2 separate regions of the Anser cygnoides genome follow, and region 2 is linked to region 1. The links are chromatin contacts, called in public Hi-C maps. All regions are on one chromosome and are shown on one strand. The core of a region is the stretch at or near the end of the contact, and the rest is flanking DNA. Distances in the headings are between cores, read along the strand shown.

Region 1 (5,527 bases), core at 1,555-4,054:
CTTGGCACAGGGCGTCCCCAGGCGTGTTTCGCACACACAGTTGTGCAAAACCCACTCGTGACAGGGCTGAAATGCGGTGGTGTGACAACCCAGCCGCCCCAACCCGCACCTCCCCCAGGGTGGCAGCACCCTGATGGCTCTGAGTCTTCAAATCCTGCAGTTTGCACCCAAAAAGACCCTGCAAGAGGCCGCAGGGCAGCACCTCACAGCCGGCAGCCGCACTGTGGGGACAGGGCTGTGTCCCTACCTTCATGCCGATGACGTTCTGGCCGTTGACCTCGCAGATGTAGTGGTGGGTCAGGAGGCCGTTGCGGGCGGCAGAGCTGTCCTTGGCCAGCGACACGATCTTCCCCTTCTTGACCACGACGCCCACGTGGCCGGTGCTGTCCTTGTGCACGGTGACAGTGCGCTGGAACGGCCTGCGGGGACAGAGCGCTCAGCACCATCCCTGTGCGTGGCACCGTGCGCCCGGCCGCCCGCCGCTCACCTGTCCCGCACCACCATGACGATTTTCTCCGGGGACGCCTTCTTCAGCGCCCGGTGCGCCTTGTCGCTGCTCCAGCCCGTGCAGTTCTTGCCGTCGATCTGCAGGATCTGGTCGCCGAAGCGCAGCCCCACCAGCGAGGCCGGCGAGTTGGCCTTCACCAGCTGCACGAAGATGCCCTGGGGGCAAGGGTGGGAGCGATGGCACAGGGCTGGCACGGGGACCCGGGTGGCCGTGCCACGCTGTGATGTGCCAAGCTGTGCAGCGGTGCACTGTGCCACGTCATGCTGTGCCGTGCAATGGTGCACCCCACCATGCTTTCCAATGCCATGGAGCGCCATGCCGTGCCATACTATGCCGTGCCATGCCGTGGAGCACCACACCGTGCCGTGCTATGCCGTGGAGCACCGTGCCATGCCATGGAGCACCGTGCCGTGCCGTGCCATGCCGTACCATGCTGTGCCATGCCATGGAGCACCGTGCCATGCCACGGAGCACCGTGCCATGCCAAGGAGCACCGTGCCGTGCCCTGCCCAGCCCCATACCAGCCCAGCCCCTCACCTGGTCGATGTTTCTCAGCTGCAGCCCCGTCTTGCCCCGCTCGTCCTTGCAGAGGTGGATCTCCCGCACGCCCGGCTTGATCTCCGCCCGCCGCAGCCCCGCATTGTTCCCGCTCAGGGGGGCGACCAGCTGGCCTGGCAGGGGGCCGGCGGGGGTCAGCGCCTGCATTGGAGCCAGGTCTCAGCGGGGCCAGCGGGGGCACGGGGCCCTGCATTGCTCCCGGCCTCGCATCAGCCCTCGGGGGACGCCGTGCCCCTGCCCCGGGCAGGATGTGGCTGCGGGAGGGGACCCCCCCCAAGGAGGGGACCCCCCCAGCAGTGATGTTGTGGCCAGGGGGGTCCCGGCACAGGGCAGGTGGGAGCCCCAGCCCAGACACCTACGGTGCTGCTGTCCGGGAAGAGTTTTTTCTGGATCTCTTCGCTGGAGAGCGCGAGTCCCATGTAATCCTCCAGCTCCGCCAGGTTGGGGTACAGCATGGGCGGTGCTGTGGGGCACAGCGAGGGCGATCTCAGCGTGGGGTCCCCAGCTTACAGCCACCCCCCCCCACACACACACACACATATCTGGGAGCCCCCCCGGGACCAGGAGCCAGCAACCGGCACAAGGGACATGGAGAGAGCCCCCTCGGGATGAGCCGGGGGGGGGGGGAGAAACCCCCAAGCCCCATCCCCTACCCATGTGCCAAGCTGTGTGGGGCGGTCTCAGCCGAGCCTCCCCCCGTGGTGGGTGACCCCCCCCAACCCAGAGAGCCCCTCGACACCGAGGGCTGATCGCAGCCCACGTTACCGGTGCCGGAGGTGAGCGTCGGCTTCTCGGTGAGCACCGTCGTGGCGGGGGTGCCGACACCGGCGGCTGCCTGCGCCTGGCGAGAGATGGGGTTTGCTCGAGGTGAGCCCCACGGGCACCCTCGGGGTCGGTCCCTCCCCACCCCATAGGGACGCTGAGCTGACACTGACCTGCAAGACCTGGTGGCCTTTCATGTCCTCCAGCGAGGGGTAGAGCGTTGCCATCGCTGCTGCTGCGCCCGTGTCCTGGGACAGGAATGGGGACGGGGTTGGGGCAGTTTGGGGACGGGGCGCCTCTCCCCGAGCATCCCTCGCGGCCCCATGGGGCTGGCACCAGGGCAGGAGCCGGTCCCAGCCCCAGCTGCCGCCCCCACAAAGCTGGGGCTCGCCCCGCTCCCGGCGTGCCTGGCTCCATGCCTGGCTGTCACCCACGGCCTCTGGCGTGACTCAGGGCTGTGTCACCACAGCCACTGCCTCCGTCACCTCCCGGCAGCCGGGACACGGCCGGCTGCGTGCCGGGCACGAGCACGGGCGCGAGCGTCCCGGCGGCTGCTGCTCCGTGGGGAACAGGTCCCGCTGTCCCCAGGCACCCATCGGGGCTGTTCCAACATCCCCAGACGTGGCAGGGAGACGTCTCCACGGACGGTGTCCCCATGGGCAAAGCCCTCCCGTCGCTGCTTCTCGCTGCCCTTACCCCCCCCAGTCCCCTCCACCCCAATGTCCCCGCAGCGATGCCCCCAAAACCATCACCCAAACCTCGGTGCGTGGGGGCCAAACCCAGCCCCAGCTCCGACCCCACGGCACCTTGAGCCCCGTGGGAGCCGGGCAGGATCCTGCCCAGCGGTGGCATCCCCAGGGTGAGGCCAACCCCCCCCCGGACCCAACCCAGCTCCCCCCAGCCCAGATCACCCCGGCCTCACCTGCGATCAGCTCCGGCTCCTGCGCACTGCCCCGTGCCTGGCCCCGGGGCTTTATAGCAGTGCCTGGCCCGGGGAGGGGCCTGGTGGCCTCAGCTGACTGCCACCACCCCCAGGTGGGGCACAGGTGAGGAGGAGGAACAGGAAGGTGAAGGCAACGCAGCTCAGAGAACCAATGCTATGGGGGATTGGGGGTTGCTGAGCCCCAGCCAGAAGCACACGGGAACAGGGTCGGAGACGGGGATGGGGACAGGGATGGGGGCAGCTTTCCGTGGGTCTGTCCATGCTGCGTGCTGCAGATTTGGGGCTGTGCACCCTTGCACCCACCACGGAGGCCCCCACCCCTCCCGGCATCACCATCCCCAAGTGCCACCAGCACCCGGCTCGGTGCCACCACGGTCCTCGTGCCCAGCCTGGGGCCACCGCGGCTCCGCGCCCCCGGCGTGCGGGGTGGGCGCAGGGGGTGCCCGTGCCAGCAGCCCCGCAGGGGTGGCCGCCTCCCGTGACCCCTGTTTGGGGCGCGTGGGGCTGACGTGCCCCATCCCGCACCCTTGCAGCCACCAGGCCAGGCGTGACGGCCCCGTGGGCCCGTGCCACAGCTGGGAAAACTGAGGCAGCGCCGCGCTCGGTGAGTCAGGGCGCGGGCGGAGGGTGTCCCGCTGCCGTGGGACGTCGCTGCGTCACCCCGGCCCCCAATCCATGTGGCCGCCGACCCGCTCGATGCCACCGTGTCCCCAGGTCCTCGGGGAGCAGGAGCGGGGTCCCGCAGGTGCCCAGCGCTGGTGGCACCAGCCCGGGAACGGGGCCAGCAGGAGCCGGGCACGTCCCAGCCCTGCCCGCCGGGCCAGGAGGAAGCGATTTATTTACTGGCGGTATTTTTTTTATTTATTTACTGGAGGTATTTTTAGCCCGGCCGTGCCCAGGACGGGAGCGGCCCCACAGCTGAGAAACGGGGCCAGGAGCAAGCAGCAGGGGAGGGAGGCTGCCAGCACCACCGGGAAACCTGGAAGGACGGCTCCGCAGGCAGGACGGCCGCGCCTGCCCCGGACACCGCACGGAGACGGGGCTGGAAGGGTCCTGGTGCAGGCTGCAACTGCAGGGGGCACAGGGAGAGCCCAGGGACACGCTGCTGGTGGCACACACACGTTGCACACACACTCACACACGCACTCACTCACTCTCCATGCCCCCGGTGCCATCTGCAGCAGGCAGCATCCCAGGACAGTGCCACCCCTCCTTGGAAGCCACCAGCCCTGGCCACGCAGCCCCCTGGACAAACGGCCGGCAGCAGCAAGGACAGGAGGACAGGGACAGCCCCAAGCAGCTCCTGGCCCCCCCAGCCCCTTTCCTCCTCCCAGCCCCGCCATGGGCGCTGCCTTATCTCTGGCCTCAGCGCCTCGGCACAGCCTGGCACCGGTTAATAATTAAGGCAAAAGGCTGCAGGAAGAGAAACCCAAGCTCGCCCGGAGTTTCCACCCAGGTGCAGTCCCAGCAGAGGGAGGGCGGCCCCCACGCTTCACCCCCCCACCCCGTGCTGGCGAGCTGGGGCTGGGGGTCCTGGAGCAATGCCATAGCCCAGGGACCACCTCCCACCTTTCGAGCTCCCGAGCCCAGGCAGCAGCACCCTGGGGTGGGCAGAGCTCACGCCGACGAGCAGCAGCTAAGGGTAGTGCTTGTGTTCGCACGGGGTGGCCCCAATCCTGTGCCCTCGCGTGTGCCCCGCACACCAGGACACCCGGCAGCATCCCTCCCGAGGCACCCAGGCAAAACCGTTCCCAAACTGGGTGCCGCGAGCGCCGGGAGCCCAGAGGGTGGCAGCCCAGCCTGCAGACGCCGCGTCTTCTCCAAAGGCACCAGCTCCCTCCAGCGCCTTTTCCAGCCCCCCCCCCGCATCCCCCTTGAAACGCAAACGTGGCTCCCACCGGCCCCGCTCCAGCTCGGGGACTCGCCACGGCCGCGTTATCGATCGCGGCAAACGGAGCAAAGGCCGTCTGCGGGGGAGCTGGGTGCTGGCACGAGGCAGCAGGGAGCTGAGCACCGGCCTTGGGGACCTTGAGCCCTTAACAGCCCGTGTGCTGCGGGCAGGACCCGCACCAGGCTCCCCGGCCCCGACACAGGCAGCGAGAGCAGCAGTGCCCGAGCGGCGCCCGCGCCCCAAGCCCCAAGATGTTCCCCCGGCACCGAGCGTGCAAGCTTCTGCAGAGAAGACCGAAAGCGACGGGCTGCGAGCCCCGTCCTGCAGCTGAGAAACCACAGCATTGCCCCAGGCACGCCCTTGAGCAAAGCCCCTGCTAAACCAGGCAGCTTCAGGACCGGATCGCTACGAGGGGCACCCACGAAAACCCCAAGGGGGGGGTTTCAGCCTCCGCTGCGACGTGGTTTGTGCGCACGGAGCGAGGGATGTGCGGCGTCAGGCGGTGCTGCTTCCAGCCCCCAAAGACGAGTGACCCAAACCCCGACAGGGTAACACTTCCCTGGGGCGGGGGGCACCCCGGGTGCAGCCACCTGCCCTTCGCGCTCCCCGGTGGGGCCGAGTCGCAGCCGTGGGGCCGGATGCTGAGGGCAGTGCTCAATGGGGTTGTGGTAAGGCGATGATGCAAAGCCAGGCAGGGCGCCGCCGCCTCCCCGCGGGGCCAAGCTGCTCCCTCTGCACCCAGAGCTGAGCGCCCCAGCCTCACCGCGCCACCAGGGGACGGGGCAGGAGGCCGCTCCCCCCCCCCCCCCCAGTGCCCCGCGAGCAGGAAAAACCTCCGAGACACAGGGCTGAGAAAAGCCAGCAT
Region 2 (6,018 bases), core at 2,424-4,923, 130 kb after region 1:
TCTTAAAGTCTCCGTGGATCACCAGCATTAAAGCCAATTTAAAGCTTTTTCATCTCCACAACCACCTTACAGCAGAACAGGGAGGAGAAAAGAAAAAAACAGCAACAGGAGCTTTTGAAATCTAAACACAGGTGGAGGAGAGATGTGTGGCACAAGGAAGTTCAAGGAAGCTGCCCCACAAACCAGCCTTCCTACTGACAATAAAGCTCTGATGTCAACAGGGCAAAATCCACGTGGCCTCGAGGATGGTGGCAGCTGATCAGGAGGAACATATACCTGCGAGCCACAGACCTCAATTTGCAAGTCAGATTTTGTATTTTTTCCACACACCCCTTCTTCGCATGAGCCCTGAAAAGCACAAACTGGGGTTTAAAGCCACTTGCGACCCGCTGACGGGCGAAACGAGCCACTCGTGTTGCGTGGACTGGTACACACCTGCTCTGGGGCCCGGCTCCACCGGGAGCATCTGCCTCTCTCCCAATTCCTTGCACCCTCGGCTCCACGAGCACCCTCTGCCCGGCACTGGTCTGACCTCTGAAAACCAAAGCGAAGCACGCCTCGCTAACAGCATTTCCTCGAGCTGGGGCTCACTGCGCCTGAGCATCATCTCCCTCGCAGGGCTGTGCTGACGCGCGGGGTAATCACATTTCCCTGGGCATGGCGAGCAGAAGCGCGGCCGCCTGCGTGGCTGCAGCGGAGGAAGGCTCAGCGTACCCGCGGCGCTGGTCCTGCTCGCACCCGGAGCCCGCCGCGCTGCAGAGGAGCTTGGGGAGGAGGGCGGCTTTTTTGTCAGATCTCGCCTCAATTAATTATTGACAGGAAATTAGGCAACGCATCACACTGGCGTGAGCCAAGTGCCCCTCGGTCACAGCAAGCGCGGTGGGTCAGAGTGCCAGGACTGCCCCCTGCATCTTCCCACCGCCAGTGGCGTGCCCAGGGACGTGCGCGCCTCGGGGGACTCTGGTCCCGCACCCCGGTCATTCCGCCCCGGCCAAGCACCAGGTCTGGGCACCCCAGGACTTTGTCTTCTCACGGCTGCGGGTGCTCCGAGGAGCAGGGCGAGATTGGTGCAGCATCCCCGAGCACCCCACGAGTGGGTGGCACAGCCGGGCCGCCGGGAAGGGCTTGCACTGGTGCTGCCCCACGGGTGCTGCTCCGTGCCGCTCGCTCCCCCGCCGCCCCATCCACCTGCGGTTACCCTCGCAGCGACACCGGGGTGCCCCCGCCCCTGTATTTCCCTCCTGAGCAAAACCAACTTCTGTAGCTGCCAATCTCCTTTTCCCGGCCGCTTTCACCAAGCCAATTCTCTCCATATCCCAAAAAGCCGGCACGCTTCTCCCAGGCGTGCTGCTGCCAAGCGGCAGCGGGGAGCCCCCGGGGGTGTGCACAGCCCCCTCGCACGCCGGGACACGGCTGCACGGAGCCCGCGGGCACCTGCAGCCACAGCCACTGCGTTTGCCTTACCCAAACAGGAAAAAGTTCACCACGAGCCGCAGACCACATCCCCGGAGCTCAGAAGGGCCAGCGGAGAGGAGCCGGGGGCTGCTGCCGGGGGGGGTGGGGGGGGACGCAGCGCGCCCCTGGCAGCCCCGCTGCTCCCTGCCACCCGGCCAGGACTTTGCACCCCAAGAGCCGCACCTTGACCGCCAGCCCTTCCTCTCCCTCGGGGCTCCCGCACGGGCAGGGAGATGATGCTACGAGCTCGGGGAGCCGTCGGGGGGGGGGGGCGGGGGCTGCGCCCCCTGCATCGCCCCCCCCCGAGCACCCCCAGAGCACCCCAGGGCCCCCCCCGTGCCCGGCATCTCCCCAGCGCGCCCCCAGCCCCGCGCTGCGTGCCGGAGGGATCCCGCAGCACCCAGCGCACCCCGTGCCCCCCACTCCCCCCGGCACCCCCAGCACCCCGGGGCGCCCTCCAGCACCCCGGGGCGCCCCCCAGCACCCCGCAGCACCCCGGGGAGCCCCGCAGAGCCCCCGCTCCCCCCGGCCCAGCGTCGCTCTCACCGCTGCCGAGGCCGGGGAAGGTGGGGGGAGCCCGGGGCGGCCGCCCTGCGCTCGGGGCTCCCCGCCGCCGCCGGTGGTTTCGTTTCTGGGGCCTCCCCGCATTCAAAGAGGGGCCGGACTTCGCGGAAATTGCATCACGGCCGCCCCGCCCCGCCCCTCCCGCCGGCACCGGGGGGGAGCCGGCACCGGCACCGGCGCGGGGGGAGCCGGCGGCGCCCGGAGGCAGCGGGGCGCGGGGAACCGGCGGCACCGGGGGGGGGGATGCGCCGGCACCGGGGCTGGGCTGGGCTGGGTTGGGCTGGGCTGGGCTGCTGGCGTCGGCACCGGCACCGGGGGGGATGCACAAGCACCGGGGGGAGGATGCACAAGCACCGGGGGGGGATGCACCGGCACCGGGGGGGGATGCACAAGCACCGGGGGGGGATGCACAAGCACCGGGGGGGGATGCACAAGCACCGGGGGGGGATGCACCGGCACCGGGGGGGGATGCACAAGCACCGGGGGGGGGATGCACAAGCACCGGGGGGGGGATGCACCGGCACCGGGGGGGGGATGCACCGGCACCGGGGGGGTACCGCAAGGCGCTGCCCGCACGGGGCAGCGAACAGGAGGGGAGCGCCCGGCCCGGCCCCGCTCCCTCCGCACCCCCGGGAACCGGGCTGCTAGTGTGTCTGCGTGTCTGTCCGTCTGTGTGTCCCGGTCCCGGTCCCGGTCCCCGTCCCCCTGTCAAAGCCCCCGTCCCTCCTCCCGCACCCCGGGGGCTGCTCCCTGCCGCCAGCGCCCCCCCCCCCCCCCCCGGCTGCCCCGGCCGCTGCTCACCGGGGCCAGCAGCCGCTCCGCGCCCCGGCGGCTCCGGCAAACAGCGGGGGAAAGGCTGGGGTCGTGCAGGGGTGGCCCCGGTCCCCAGCCCGGCGAAGGCTGCCAGGAGGGAGCCCGACGGCCTCTGTTTTTAAAGGGCTTCCGGGAGGGGCAGGGCTCGCTCGTTTCCTTTCTGTTCATCATCAGGGCAGTTTCATTTTCCATTCCTTTCCCTGCCTGGAGAGGTGCAGCCAGCTACAGGAAGTTCAAACGCGAGCCAAAAAAGAAGCCACCCCCAGAAGCGAGCACGCTTGGAGCGCTCGGAGCTGAGCACGGGCGCGTTGGCTCCGTCTGATAACCCTGGGCAGCAAGAGCCCGTGCCGCTGCACAAGCACCATCACCTGGACCTCAGCACCCCTAGCGTGAGGGCTGCTCGGCCTCCCAGCCTTCCCCGTCCCAGCTTTGTCCCTTCCCAGCTCCCTCGCAGCTCGCCAAGCCGAGCCAAAGCAGTTCAGGACAGCCCCAACCCAGCTGGGGCAGCATCCTCCCGCTGCACCACTGGGTGCTGCCATCAGTCAACAGCAGCGTGCACGGGTAGCTGGCGAGCACAGCCTGCCCTGCTGGCCCTGCTGACACCCAAAAACCACCCAGACCCAATGGAAAGGCCAAGGAGGGTCCCCCAGGAGGCTGCCCCGGAGACAGGCAGCCCCCGGCCTCACCAGCCTGGACAAGAGGCTTCAGGGAGCACCGGCACGCGCAGCGGCTGTTGCACGCAGGACAACGTGGCCGAGCCCCAGCCTCGGCTTCCCCACCTAATAAAATGATCTCCATGCCACCATCCTGCAAGTTCTGGAAAGCAGCTGGGCAGAACTTGCATGCCCCGGATGCGAGGGGCTGCAAAAGATTGCAGGCACGGGAGGCCGAGGCTCGGTGGTGTTAACGCCGGCCGTCATGGGCTGTGCATCGTGCCTGGCGCCTGCACTGCAGCCGATGCCACGCAGGTGCCCAGATGCAAGCTCACGTGGCGAGGGGAAGAGAGGAGCATCCTCAGAACGAGCAGGAGCTGGAAATGCAAAGGAGCCCACAGCCAGCCCGCTGCACTTGCGGCAGAGCAGATGGAGAAGGAGGGGCAGAGGCTGTTTTCTAGAGTGTTTGTCAACACGGGAAGGAGGAGGAGGAGAAGGAGGAGCAGGAGGAGGAGGAATGGTGCTTTCTGCCTTCTGGCCTTGTGTGATCACACCCCGGGTGCCTTGGAGGGAGCCCCAGCCTGGCCAGGAGCCCCGACCCCACAGCACCCCGATCCTGGAGGGAAAGAGGCTCTCACACCGGGGAGGGGGCAACGGACAGATCCTGACCCAAGCAGCGGGTCCTGGGGTCAGCTGGCCACCCGCGGGCAGCGGAGCTGCCTCATCCGTGTGCCAAAACCCGGTCACCACCGGACCACGGCGCAATTGCTGCCGGCAGCGGGGCCACAGCTACGGGGCCAGGCTGCGGTTTGTGCATCCTGAGCAAAGAGCAGGGCTCAGGTGGCAGCGGCAGAGAGCCCTGGGAGCTGAGGACAGCATCGGTCCCCGTCCCAGGGGCGCTGCCTTGCTCGTGGGGCACGACTCCTGCTGCCTCCCCGCAGCTCTTGGCCGTCACTGCCCAGCCACGGCGAGCTCCGGGTGCTGCCCCAGGCGTTATCGCCAGCGAGGAAACACAACAAAACCCAAACAACTCCTCCCCTGCAAGATGCCGCGGCCAGGGCGGACGGTGGCAGGCTCACCCGGGCAGGGCTGGCTGCGCACTGAGGGCTCTTTCTGTTACAGGTGGGCTCTTCGGAGCTTTCGCTTGACCTTGTTTTACAGGTGAGATCCACAGAGCCGCAGCTCCGGGAGCCACGGCAAGGAGAAAGCAGCTTTCGCTGCCTCAGACAAAGCTTCTGGTCCTGCCTGGCGTGCATTAAGAGGTGCCAGAAAAGCAGCAGAGCCCCCAGACGAGCAGCCAGCGCCGGCTGTTACCTAACATCAGCCCGGCGGAGGGGAGGGAGCGCTGCCCGGCTCCGAGCAGGAGCGGGGAGGAGGCGAAGCTGCGTCATCGCATCAGCAGGGAGAGGGCGAGGGGAGAGCGAAACCAAGCGTTTGCTCATTTCAGACAAACAAACCCAGCCGTAAGATCCGAGTTTCGCTTCTCGTTCTGCCCACGAACCCAGCCGCAAGATCCAAGTTTCGCTTTCCGTTCTTCTCAGCAGCTCCGCAGCGCTTCCAGGGGAAGCTGCTGGGGGGGGGGGGAAGGGGCCCGTCCACAGCCCCCCTCGGCCGGGAGCCCCCTGCCCGCCCCGGGCTCGCTGCTTTTGTGCTCATCGTGGCTGCTGGGGGCCAAGCTCTGGCCCTGGGGGGGCTTCTGAGGGGCTGGAGCATCTCCTGCGCTGGCAGCGCCCGCAGGAGCACGGAGGTCCCCGGGGACTGCGGAGGGGCTCGCGGGTCCCTGCAGCAGCTGGGCAGGAGCGGGCTCAGCTCCGCACGCTCACATCCCTGCCAGGAGGAGAAAAAGAAACAGGGACCGTGCGTGGGTCACCCGCAGCCCTTGGGGAGGTCGGCCCTGGAGGCGAGTCCCGCGCTCCTGCAGCAGCGCAGCCCCCGGGCTGGCTCCCCCCGACCCACCCAGGCAGGGAAGGGGACGTGACCGAGCACCCACGCAGGGACGGGGAGCGCAGCACCGGCAGCATGGGGCTGGCAGAGCGGGTGGGCGGTCTGCCCCCCCGGCATTCACCCCCATGCTGTGCTTATGGGGCACAGGCCCCTGGAGCAGCCCCAGAGCCCCCCCAGCTGCACTTGGCTGTGACAAGGAGCCCAAAGGCGAGGGCAGGAGGCAGGGACTGCAGTGGAGGAGGCGACCTCGGTGGCACCCGCGGTGCAATGGCAGTAGCTTGCCCCCAAGACACGCTCCCACGGGCGACGGTTTGCTCCTGCTGCTGCAAACGGGGCTGAAGAACCAGGAGAGGAACAGACCCCCCCCGTGTTTTCCCCACTGCCAGGGTGCACTGCTCAAGTCCCAGTGGCTGCATCCTCGGTGCAGCCAGCCCAAGGCCAACGACCCGCACGCTGCAACGATTTCTATTTACGTGTTTACGTGCACTGCTACAGACGACGCACCCTTGCTTCTACTTCTCAAGTCCCAAACCCGGCCCTGTCGCAGCTCACCAGGGCCCTGCCCAGGCGGTGTTTCGAGCTTCAGCTG

What was found. A called contact is a pair of places that touch in the nucleus more often than the background predicts.
Region 2: a contact with region 1 is called in a Hi-C map of liver, with 9 times the contacts expected there. The contact joins the promoter of HELZ2 here to the promoter of SDCBP2 in region 1. A contact is called at or near these places in 2 of 7 Hi-C or Micro-C datasets (both in liver).

What each region holds. Positions count from the first base shown.
Region 1 is chr16:1,390,289-1,395,815 of Taihu_goose_T2T_genome, forward strand. It overlaps SDCBP2 (syndecan binding protein 2), which reads right to left and starts at 2,805. Exons shown (of 9, transcript XM_048074703.2): 1 at 2,751-2,805; 2 at 2,002-2,076; 3 at 1,832-1,907; 4 at 1,426-1,529; 5 at 1,046-1,207; 6 at 488-663; 7 at 248-419. The coding sequence starts at 2,055. FKBP1A (FKBP prolyl isomerase 1A) reads right to left here. Exons shown (of 5, transcript XM_066978517.1): 5 at 5,512-5,527.
Region 2 is chr16:1,520,531-1,526,548 of Taihu_goose_T2T_genome, forward strand. It overlaps HELZ2 (helicase with zinc finger 2), which reads right to left and starts at 3,674. Exons shown (of 20, transcript XM_066978113.1): 1 at 2,821-3,674.